Regions from separate parts of the Ovis aries genome. Here region 2 is linked to region 1. The links are chromatin contacts, called in public Hi-C maps. All regions are on one chromosome and are shown on one strand. The core of a region is the stretch at or near the end of the contact, and the rest is flanking DNA. Distances in the headings are between cores, read along the strand shown. Region 1 holds the start of DLX3 (distal-less homeobox 3). Region 2 holds the start of NXPH3 (neurexophilin 3).

What was found. A called contact is a pair of places that touch in the nucleus more often than the background predicts.
Region 2: a contact with region 1 is called in a Hi-C map of tail adipose tissue, with 8 times the contacts expected there. The contact joins the promoter of NXPH3 here to the promoter of DLX3 in region 1. A contact is called at or near these places in 8 of 16 Hi-C or Micro-C datasets (blood, liver, muscle and 3 more).

What each region holds. Positions count from the first base shown.
Region 1 is chr11:36,387,948-36,394,057 of ARS-UI_Ramb_v3.0, forward strand. It overlaps DLX3 (distal-less homeobox 3), which reads left to right and starts at 4,098. Exons shown (of 3, transcript XM_004012779.5): 1 at 4,098-4,659; 2 at 5,711-5,901. The coding sequence starts at 4,335.
Region 2 is chr11:36,771,731-36,777,544 of ARS-UI_Ramb_v3.0, forward strand. It overlaps NXPH3 (neurexophilin 3), which reads right to left and starts at 1,321. Exons shown (of 2, transcript XM_004012789.6): 1 at 1,104-1,321. The coding sequence starts at 1,157.

The DNA.
Region 1 (6,110 bases), core at 2,848-5,347:
CAGATAATGGTCTCAACTTTGCACTCAGTTGCCGAAGTCAGCAGTTGGGTGAAACTCCATGCTATTCCCCTCTCCTTGTCACTCACAACCAAGCACTATCCATCTACCTTCTAACCATCTCTCAAATCCATCCACTTCTCTCCCCCTCTGCTGCCTCTTCCTTAACCCAGACACAGCTCCCCTTTTCTGCGTCTGTAGCAGCCTCCCAGACTCCAAGCTTGTCCTTCTGATTCATCCGCGCACAGCCAAGAGAGGAAACCTTCTGGAATGAAAATTCAATCTATTCTGGTTAAAATTTCTCAGCGAATCTCCATAGCCTCCAGCTAAATCCCACTGTCCTGCCCCAGAGTCCCAGGAGCTCTGTGTTCTGGGGCTCTGACTCCACAGCAGCTTCACCTACAGCCCCCAGCCTGTGCTGTCCCATCCCAGTACATCCCTCGCTCACTGTAGTGAAACTGGCTGCACGGATATCCACTTCCCCCACTAAACCTGGACCTCCATGGGGGAGGCCATTGTGTCTTCCTTGTCCACTACTCCATTCTCAGAACCTAATGTGGCAGAAGTGCAGGAAATATCTGTTGGATGGACAAAGGACTCCAGAAAGAAGAAAAACATCCAGGGGTGCATCTGCAAGGGAGTTGGAGAGGAGATAGAGGGAATTTCCCCTTTAACAGACAAGAGTCCTATAATCAAAACCTTAGAACATCAGAGATTGAAGGGACCTCAGAGGCCATCTAATAATCCACTTTTTGATTTACAAAAGAGAAACCTAAGGGAAGGAGTCACTGGCTGGATAAGGATGGGTGGGAGGAGGGAGAGGTGGTAACTGCAGAGTAAGGCAAAGTCATGGTGAAAAGTGAATATTTAGTGTGGATAGGGCTTCTAAAATAAGTAAAGATAACATTCTTTCTGGGTGTGATGGGGGGACACTGCAGGTGGCCTGCTTTCCCAGGTCTACCAGAGTGCAGCTGGATACGCCTCCTCACAGTGACCACGAGGTGGCGCCAGCTCACCAGACAATGAAGAGAACAGGAGCTGGCCGGTTCACCCTCCGGCTGGGTCCTTCCTGAGTTCCTCCCCTCAGACCTGGCACTCTGTAAATCCAGCTGCTCCTACAGTGCCCAGGTGGCATAATATTTGGGCTCTAAGGAATCGCTTGCTTCAACAGAGAACATGTTCTCATACCAAAGAGAGGGTGTTCGATGGACTCTGAAGCATTGGCCAGCACTGCCCCTTCTCCCTCCTGCCAGCCTCCCAGAGGCATCAGACTGTCTGCCCTCCATCACCCCTCCACCAGCGGCAGGACTATGCCCAGGCTGACACCTGCTCATCTTGTTGGCTCAGGTGAGGCGCAATGGGTGGCAATAGTCCCACTGAATCCTCTGGCAACCTCACCACCCTGAGCTGGCAGGTGCCTGCCCAGCGGCTGGTGGCTCCAGTCTTGCTGGCCTGACGGGCCCCTTTGGGGCCACATGGCCTCATCTGGGAAGCTGCTTCTATCCTGGAGTGGGACAGCTTGATGCCGGAGCCTGCCCCAGGCCACCCCTTTCCCTAACCCTGCAAGCGTACCCAACCGAGATGATTCAGCCCCTCTCCAGTATTAGGGAGTCCTAGTTATTCTTTCATCAAACTTCTGTTGAGTACTGAGGTTGTGTGTGCCAGGACCTGCCCTTGGTATTTAGAACATAGTAGTGAACCAAACAGATATGGTCCCTGGTGTCCCAGAGCACGGGCAATGGGGGATCAGATGCTAACTTCACATTACCAAACAATTATTTAATTGCTCTCTTCAGTCCCTAATGCTGCAGTTTAAATCTGCTTCTAGAACTCTCAGGTTTTCATAGCAGAATGCAGCATAGAAACTATCCTAACATAACCCACCATCACCACCACGCTTTCAGCTTTCATGATTCCAGGATTCCGAGCTTCCAACCCACTGCCCCTTCACTTTACTTAGGAGAGCCAGAAGGAGGGAAGGGAGTGAGGCTTCACTGAGGACCGTGTGAGTAAGGCAGACTTCTGTCTCTGCTTTACTTGGCGTTTCTCTGTCTCTGTTGACGGGTGAATGAATGAATGAATGAACGAACCCCCAAGAAGGGGCTTATCCAACTCTGGAGTGCTGGGGGCTCCAAAGCAGGCCCCGCCTACCTCCCCCGCTCCCATTCTGGGAGGGGGGCCGGCCCCGCCCAGTGCCCTTCCTGCCCCCAGCGCCGCGGGCTCTCCAGGCGCCCTCTTGGCACCAGAACAGAGGGCATCCAGAGCGGGTGGCAACTCGCCCCGCCACGGGCTCGGAGCGGCCGGCGATAGGCGCTGGGGGGACGCGGAGATAGACAGACAGATAGCGCTCCCCAGGCCCAGCCCCCGCCCCCACCTTTCCCACGCCGCGGCCTCTCCACTTGGGCCTGGCGGGCACTCCTGCCCCTTGCACCCAGGACTGTGGCCTTCTGTCTTCGCCAACGGCAGCTCTCAAAGCCCCGAGAACCCTAACAGCCTACCCTGGCGGTCTGGCTTTGGAAAGGGGCACAGAGCCTCTTCCAAAGCTTTCTTCCAAAGCACGCTTTTCCACCGGACAGAGTCTTCGGAAGAGACCCCTCCTCCGGGCTGGGCAAGACTTGGGGATGCTGGCGAGCCAAAGACTGACCAGAAGGTGGCGCGCTGGCACTGTGCGTCCTGGGACAAGTTAGCCCGGTCAGGCAGGGGAAGAGGACCGGAGAATTGACCGCGGAGCCCTGTGTGAAGGTTGTCATGCAACTAGAAACTGATATTTGGAAGAGACTCCTTCTCCCCACAACAGAGGAAGACGGAGAACAGAATCGAAAGTGGAATGGATAAATGAGCTAAAGCTTTGGGAGCAGTTTGGATGACTTAGAAAGCTGGCCTTGTGGGCCAGACAGAACTAGGAGGTGGGAGTCCCCAGGGAAGAGAGCCTCTTTCTTAGGGGGGACAGGGTTCAGTGGAGCATCATGGTTCTCAACTACCTTAGGTTGAGAAGGTGCTGAGAGTTTTATGTGCATCTGTATACAACTACAAATTCATACACAGACACCCCATCCCATGGCCCTCCACTCACACTACTTTCCGACTCCCATACACACTGGCTCACTCTCACATGCATGCCCTTGCACTGAGTGCATTCTTTGTATGAACGTGGACTCTGTATGTGCTGCAGAACACATGAATCCCCACATCACACACCCCTGATCTCTGAAAATGCTCACTCTGTCTGGATATTACAAGTCCCAGAAGCACAGAATCTGCCCCCAAACTTACTGAAGCACAGAGAGCCAGCCTGTGTCCCACCCATCTTCATGGGGACCATATTCTTTCCCACAAGCCTAGGTCATCTCTGAAACTTTTGGAGACAAATTTAACATCACTACACACAGGCTGTGCACCTCCTGGAGCTTCCCTGGACCCAGTGATGACTTTTTTAGGCCTGAAGCACTTTTGTCTGATGGACCCCTTCATTCATCAAAAACATTTTTTAAAGTTACATTTTGTGATTGCATTGCTGTTAAAATGATATAGTAATATATATTCAAACTTTTTCTTTAACTTATTTTTTTTTCTTTTCTTCTAATTAAAAAAAAGAAAAAAACAGAACATTTTCATGAGCCTGGGTCCTGCCACTTTGGGCATGTTTGTCTGCCCATCATTTGCCCCGCCACCCCACACACCTTGAACCACCTACCTCACAGACACCCAGCGGGCAAATTCCCCTCCTCTATGGCACCTGAGCCCACCTTCCACTCACAGGCAGAGAGACAGACAGACGGACAGACCTGGGGACTCTTGCAGAGATACCCTTGTCCAACTCTTTCCTCCAGGAACACTGAGGGGTTATCTGGGCTGGGGAAGGGATCCACAGGAGGAGGAACAGAGGGGTCTGTGTGAGTGTGTGAGAGAGAGAGAGTGTGTGAGTGTACGTGTGTGTGAGTGTATGTGTGTTTGTGTGTTGAGTAACAACAAAGAATGAGAGAGAAACGAAAGAGCGCAAGAGCATGTTTTGCCTGGAAGGCAAGACTTGCAGCCAATCAGAGCGCTGGGGCCTCCCTCTGCGACTCCACTATTGAGTCTATAACCGGCTGGCCGGGCGGAGCTGGCAGCATTTGACTGTGGCTTGGGACGCGACGAGAGGCGCGCCGCGACCGCCCGAAGACCCGCGATGGTCTAAGCGCCCCTCGACCGACCCTCCCCAGAGACGCTGCCGGGAACCCTCCCCCCTCGCCCTCCGGACACACAACCCCGCCTCGTCTCCTCCGCCTCCCCCGAGCTCCTGCCCGCTTCGGCGTTCCGGCTGAGGCCAGCCCGGGGGTGGTACGGCGCCCGCCAGGATGAGTGGCTCCTTCGATCGCAAGCTCAGCAGCATCCTCACCGACATCTCCAGCTCGCTCAGCTGCCATGCGGGTTCCAAGGACTCGCCCACCTTGCCCGAGTCTTCCGTCACTGACCTGGGCTACTACAGCGCTCCCCAGCACGACTACTACTCGGGCCAGCCCTATGGCCAGACCGTAAACCCCTACACCTACCACCACCAGTTCAATCTCAACGGGCTTGGAGGCACAGGCGCTTATTCGCCCAAGTCGGAATATACCTACGGAACCTCCTACCGGCAATATGGAGCCTACCGGGAGCAGCCGCTGCCCGCTCAGGACCCAGGTGAGGACCGCGGGGTCTCTGAGAGCGGGAGGCACTGGGAGGTCCCCGAGAGAGAGGAATTGGAGCCAAAATCTAGGGGAGCGTCCCGGCCAAGAAATGTACTGTCTGAAGTTAGAGACGGTGAGCTAGATGACCCCCAGAGTGGACGGGCGACCTTCCAGTCCAGAAACTGGGCGCCTTTGGGGCGTGGTGCACGCGGGACGCTGCGGTCGGTCCCGGGTGAGGATCCGGGTGAGCGAGGCGGAGAAGGAGAGGGCCCTGGACGGTCAGAGAGCCTCCGGATCCAGGTGCTTTCCCGGCACTTCAGCAAGCGGCTCTCCATCGGGCTCCGGGCAGGCGGCGGGCGCTGGGCGTTCTGCGACCGCAGTTTGGATCTGGGCTGGGGAGGGGGAGAAAGATGAGGGCGACACGGAGAAAGAGCCCTCAGAATTACGGAAACAGGGAGGGAAGCAGCAATTGAGAGTGAAGAGACAGGGGCAAAAAGAAAAATGGAGGCATACAAATATTTTTATAAAATATAAAATATTTTTATTTATAAACATAAAGTGGAGGCATAAAAATGGAGAGACAAAGGGAAAGGAAAGACGGAAGAAAGGATCCGAGGAAAGGGCGAAGGAAAAGGAAGTCTGATGCGGCCGCAACATTTTCTGAAATCTAAAATTATTCTAAAAAGAAAGGGTCTAAAAAACAAAAAAAGGAAGGGAGAACAGGAAAGAGCGAGCGAGAGCAGTGACGACGGCGAGGTGCCTGTGAGAGGGCGGCGAGCAGGCGGGCGGCAGGGACTGGGGAGCGAGGCGGCGGCCGTGCGCGTCCAGGGGCGGCTGGCGCCGGGACCGGGGGAGCAGGAGCCCGGGAGCGCAGCGTCGTGGGCGGCCGCCGGCCAGGCTCTGCGGCCGCAGCTCCCTCCCGGGGCGCCGGCGGCGGAGAGCGCCGCCAGGAAGTCCCGGGACGAGTCGGTGGGCCGGAGGGTGGGGGCTCCCGCGGGGCTCCGGAGGGCGCCGGTGTCTCTGGCCGAGGCTGAGTCGCCCACCGCCCGGTGCGTTGCCCGCAGTGTCCGTGAAGGAGGAGCCGGAAGCTGAGGTGCGCATGGTGAACGGGAAGCCCAAGAAGGTCCGAAAGCCGCGCACGATCTACTCCAGCTACCAGTTGGCCGCCCTGCAGCGCCGCTTCCAGAAGGCCCAGTACCTGGCGCTGCCCGAGCGCGCGGAGCTGGCCGCGCAGCTGGGCCTCACGCAGACGCAGGTCAGTGGCGGGCGGTCGAAGGCCGTGAGGACTCGGTGGGGTCCTGCGGGACCCCGGGATACCCCAGGCACCGCTGAGCCTAGATGGCCTCCTAAGTTGCCTGCAGGCCCTTGAAACCCTTGTCTGTGTGTAGAAGGACCCCCAGATCTCAAACACGTGTACAGGTGTGCATATTTGTGAATCGTGCGACTGAGTGTGGACTGAGTGTG
Region 2 (5,814 bases), core at 71-2,570, 380 kb after region 1:
TGCTGGGACCTGGGATAAGGATGTGGAATGCCTGAGGTTGTCATACGCACGGCTACAAAGGGGTTCGGGGTCTTCATGTCCCCTGTTCTGGCCCTGGCCATGTCTGCGGTTGTGCGCGGTGTCCCTGCCTGCCAGGACCCAAGGGTGGGGGAAAGGGACAGCAGGAGGGGAGGGCCGCGGGGCTGGGGTCAAGGCAGAAGACGTGTGCGTGTACTTAACCCTGAGGGGGCGGGGGTCACAGCTGAATGTCTGGAGGATGGAGAGAAGGGCCCTAGGGGGAGATATGACAAGGGAAGGGTTCTTCCACACAATGGCAAAGGGGATTATTGTTTTGAGAAGACCCAGATGTGGCTCTGAGGCTTCTCCACGACAGGATTGGTAGGTGGCGGTCGGTCGGAGGGGATTCGCGCCCTGAGCTGGGGTCTAGTGTGGATTCCCCGCGTCCTGGGCCGCCAGGAAGACGCGAGCGAGCGCACGGGGAGCGGGCTTCGGGCGCTCCGCTCAGCTGCCGCGAGCGCCCGGGGCGGGAGCCGCCTGCCCAGGTCCTGTGGGGCTCGGGCTGCGCGCAGCCGGGAGAGGAGGAAAACAACAGGCAAGGAGGGAGGGAGCGGGAGGGAAGGCGGGAGCGAGGGACGCGGGGGCCACCCCCCGCCTGGGCCAGCTCGTGCGCTGGGGGCCCCAGAGCGCGGGGCCCTCCGGGTCCCTCCGCGTCCCCGAGGTCACGGAAGAGCCCATGCCCCCTACCCTGGCAGATCATCAGCTCCACAGCCACCCTCCACTACCCTTCCGCACGGCCCGGGGCCCGGGAAGAGGTCGAGTGACCCTTGGCGACGTCTGCGGGCATTTTCCCTCGTGCCCGTCGCACCTCCCGCCACCAGCGGCCGAGTAGGTGGGCCAGCCCAGCACCCTCTCCCCGCCCCTATTAACCCTTCCTGTACAGTCTCCGGCCTCGGACCCGCCCTCTCCCCCAGCCTCGAGGCTTCTCCTCCATCCCCGGGATGTTGGGGGGAAGGGAGAAAGTTTTCGGGCTCGGAAGCTTCCCGCGCTCTCCCCCAGTCCTCCCAGCCCCCGCCCCTCCGCGCCGCTCCCCGCGGATCACTCACCAGATAGAGGCTGCCCTGCACTAGGAACACGAAGCAGCAGCGAGTCAGTTGCATCTTCCTCTTTGCTCTCGTGCCCCTTCCTCGCGTCTGTTCCCTTCAGGGTCCCAGGCCCTTCCTCACCCCTGCTCGCTCCTTCAGGCGCGCCGTCCCATGCTCCAGTCCCCCGGCCCCCGGCGGCCCTCCGCGCGGCCAGCCGCCCAGGACCGACCCCGCCCCCTTCGGTCCAGCTGTGCAGCCGCCGCCCCCCTCCCCGGTCCAGCTGCGCGCGGCGCGGCCCCCTCTCGCGGCCCCAGATGTGCGCCCCGACCGCCTCGAAGGGCCCCAGCTGCGCGGTGGCTCCGCGGCCGCAGATATGCCCCCTCGGTTCCAGCGGCGTCGCTCTCGCCCAGATGTGTTGGGGACCCGCGCGCGCGCTCGCCCCAGAGCTAATTCCCCGGGCCAGATGGCCCCTCCCGCCCCGTCGCGGCGCGCCCCCTGGCGGACGCCCCTGGCCGCGCCAAGCCCCGCCGCCGCTACCCGCGCTGCCTCCCGCCAGACTGGAGCGCTCCTGGCGCCCAGGCGGCTCCCGCTTCCTCGTCCCTCCCACCACCGGCGGCGGCGGCGGCGGCGGCAGGTACTGTGAGCCCAGCCGGTACCTCCGCAGTTAACTCCTCCCCTGCCGGCCCGCAACCCGGGGATTTAGGACGCAGGGGGCAGGATTTGGGGGCGGAGTTCACTCCGCGAGGCAGGGAGAGGGTGGTGACCTCGGGGATAGGAACCCTACTAATTCCAACCCTGAGCAGGGCCTCTGTTCCTGGTAAGGAGCATTGAGAATCTGCTGCCCTGCCCTGAACCCCAAGAGACCTGGAATGTGGAAAGATTATTTTTCCCAAACCCCGTTACAAGAGAGCCAGAAAAGAAGGTCTTCCTTCCGTCTCCACAGCCCAAAGTCCACCTCTGTCTGCAAGACTTGCTTTTGTGCTGGGGGAAGTTCTTCTGGGTGTCTAGCCTGAACTCCTTTGGTTATAATCTCAATTCCTATCCTCTTCTGCTTTACTCAGAGGGGCTGGGATAACCCTCCTCACCTCCCCCCAGTACCTCTCAGTCCAGTCGCTGTGACAGGAAACTTGACTGGAGTCTTGGGATGAAAAGGCAGCTAGGGGCCAGGCTGGATATCTGGGGCTGGGGTCAAGGGTAAGCCTCCTGAGAAGCTGAGAAGTGAGGTGAGCAAGGCCCCTGGAGGCTGTACCTCCATTCTTCACTCTGCCCTTCCTATGAGGGATGTGGGGTTCCTATGCCAGCAGGGTATCTGTCTCAGGTTTCTGCAACCCTCCAGGGCAAGAAGGAAGAAAAAGACCCTCATTCGAGATTGCAAAGTGGGGCCCATCCCCCATTGCCCCACATCTCCACGTTGTCTTCTTGGAATTGCAGGGCCCCTTTAGTCCTTAGAAAAATCAAAGGTCAAGTCCCAGCACCCAGCACTTTTCAGAGGCTGTGAGGCTGAGGAGGTACCCCAGCATTTGGAACAGCCCCAGCCTGGGCTTGGCCCATGGGGCAGGGTGGGTGGGCACTCTGCTGTGGCCCTCGAGGCCCAGCTTGGTCTCTGGCTGCAGCCCCCAGCACGCACCCAGCCTCCTCCCCCACCATCTGCCAGGCGGGTGCATGGGGAATGCAGATGAATCTTAATATCAGCCTGGGCCAAGTGCGATGAGGGAGACAGATTCTGCAGAACCCAGACAGCGTCACAGGGCCCCCTGCATTCCCCAGGCACCCTGGGCAGTACAGGAGACAGCAGCCCTTCTCTGGGGGTGGTGGGGGGTGTGCATGTCTAATCAAAGACCACCCCCCACCCCAGCAAAGCCAGGGGAGGAAGGAACAGATAAATCTTTGTCTGGCCTCTGAGCCTCTGGTCCGGCTGGGAGGAAGAAGCTGTTGGCCTGAGCGTGGGCAGCTGGTTCCGGCGCTCAGCTAGGCAGAGGCGTAGCTGGGCCCACTCCTTGTCCATCTCCAGAAGGTCCTATCCCCAGGAGAGCAGTGTGACCCAGCAGAAAGAGCACAGATTTTCAGGCCAGACAGTCCTGGATTCCATTCCGGGCCTGGCTGTGTGACCTTGGGCAGGTTGCTTTGGTTCTCTGAAGCCAGTTTCCTGATCTGTTGTTGCAAGAACTAAATGAGACAGAATGTGGAAGCAGAGTGCAGGCACAGAGGCTGCGGGCAGTCATGGCGTGCGATAAAGGGAAGCTCTTTTCTGCTGCCCACACATTTGCTCTGGCTGAGCCTCCTGCCAGGCTTGCCCTCATTGCCCTCTCAGTCCTTCCTGACTGACTCTCTCTTCCTTCAAGTTTCCACTCCGCATTCATCCATCAACCACTGGCCAAGCCTGTCCTTGGTGCCAGGCACCAGGCCAGGGGTTGGGATACACAGATGAATGGAACTCCATCCCTGCCCTCAAGGATCTCACTGGCTAGTGTGGAACTGAGACATGAAAATCAATGATTATAACTCGGTGTGGTGAGTAGAAAGATCCTTCCAGCAGTCAGTACGTATACTCCAAGGACCGTGTGGGTGTGGGTGGAGAGGGATGGCTTCCTGGAGGAGGTGGTGCCAAAGGACGAATGAATGGTCTAAGATCTGGAGGCTAGAACCAGAAGCAGTTTGCTGTTACTGGAGCTCAGAGGGGAGGGGAAGAAGTTGGAGCAGGAAGCTGGTAACAGCTGATCCAAGGTCTTTCCTGTGGGTCAAGGGGGTTAGGACCTTGAAAACATTTTGAAGGGTTTTAAGGGGGCTGGTAATTATAGTTAGATTTGCATTTTAGAACGTTTTGGAGAATTCACAAGAAAGAGGAAAGACTAGTGCTCTGGAGGGAACCAGTTAGGGGATAAATGCAATCTGGGGTGAGAGAGACGGGGAGACTGGAAACATGCTGGGGAGGCAGATCAGGATTGAGTTGTTGCTGAAATAAGGGAGGAAGGGAGACAGGGAGTCAAGTCTGATAACCAAGTCTCTGGCTTGGACGGTAGGCAGGATGCTCTCTGAAGTGGGCATTACCAGTGGTGGGGAGGCAGGTTGGTTCCCGGGGGGTTGGCTTTGGTCAAGTCAAGTCTGGGTGCTGTTAGCCAACCAAAGGCAGAACAGAGTCTAGCCTGGGGTACTAGAGTGTGGATGTGCAAGTAGAACAAGGGGCTTGGATGGATTTAAGGGGTGGGCAGAGGGCAGAAGCTGGCAGCCAGGGGCAAGGAGGGTTTGTGGGCTGATCCCAGAAGCAACAGAAGCAGTGGGGCTCTCACATGAGTGTGCCAGACTGAGGCAACTGTACACATGCGGATGCCAGGTCCCACTCCAGGGTCAGCAGATGGGAGCTCAGGACCATGCATTTTTGCCCCTTTCCCAGGTAATGGCCTCTGGACTTTGATAAACTGGTGTGTGGGGAATGTCAAGAAAGAGGGAATGAGCAGCAGCTCACAGGAGCAGAGCAGCCTGGCATAAAAGAGACTGTAGGGTTTGGCAGAGGGTCCTCTGGGAAGTGGCCCCAACACTGTTTCTTCCAGCTGCTCCCAGGATGGGAAGACAGACCACAAATTCAGTGACCTCTGCACAGCTGTGCTGGAGGTGACTAACCCCAGATGTGTCTGCCATTCAGGGTCACCTCTCCATATCCCTAACCCTCTCACCCGTCACACCCGGCATACAGCAGGTGCTCAGTGAAGAGGGTGGAACTCAATGTGCTAGTCCTGCCCTTGGCCCCCAGCCTCCTTGGTGCCTTCTTGCACCCTGGATGTGGGTTGGCTGGGCATTTGCTTAGCACTTCTGATGCTTTCACTTGCTTCAGTCTCACCTTTGGAAGAATCCTGTCTGTATCCCTCCCCTCCTCTCTGCCACTCCAGTGCTGCAGTAAAAAAAAACACAGGGGTGCCTGATCAGTGCTTATTGAATGAATAGGAAATGGGGCTCCTGATGGTTTGAAAGGCAGAGAATGGATGCCCTTGAGCCAGCTGGAGCGGAGAGGTCGCGGGAGAGGCGGGAGTAGATCATTGTTGCTAACAATCTCTCCTGTTTACCTGGAAATTTGCAATTTTTGAGTGTTATGATAGAATGCTATTAGAGGAAACCAGGGGAGCCCAGAGGGAAACCCTAATTCTAATGAGGAGGCCAAGGACAAATCCTAGAGAAACTAGTCTTATGATATGTGGATCAGCTGAGGTGGGAGAAGGAAAGAACCTTTCAGGTAGAGGAAGCAACTCATGCAAAGGCCAGAGATGAAAGAAAGGCTGGGAATGGGGTTCTGATGAGAACAAGATGAAAGATTCATTTGTTCCACAAATAGTTATCGGATGACTACTTTTATGTTGGGTCCTAGGCTGGGTGTGGGGGTACAGCTGTGATTGAGAGATGGCAGTCCTTCAAGTGGAGAATTTGGGCTCTGGGAGAGACAGAGAGTAAATAGCTAAGCATATGAAAATACAAGCTCTGAGATGTTGACAAGTGGTGTGAAGGAAGAAGACTAGCCAGTTTTGAGTGAGAGAGGAACTAAGGAGGGGTCCCACTTTCCCTGGAATTGGTCAGGGGGAGGTCTGTGAGATGTGAGGTTGCAGCTGGGATCAGAAGGGTGAGGAGGCCTCGCCAGCTATCAAGCTAGGGTGGGGCCTTCCAGGCAGAGGGAACAGCGCATGCTAAGGCTCAGAGCCTAGGAAGAGTTTGGTGCTTTGGAGGAGCAGAAGGCAGTGAAGGAGTG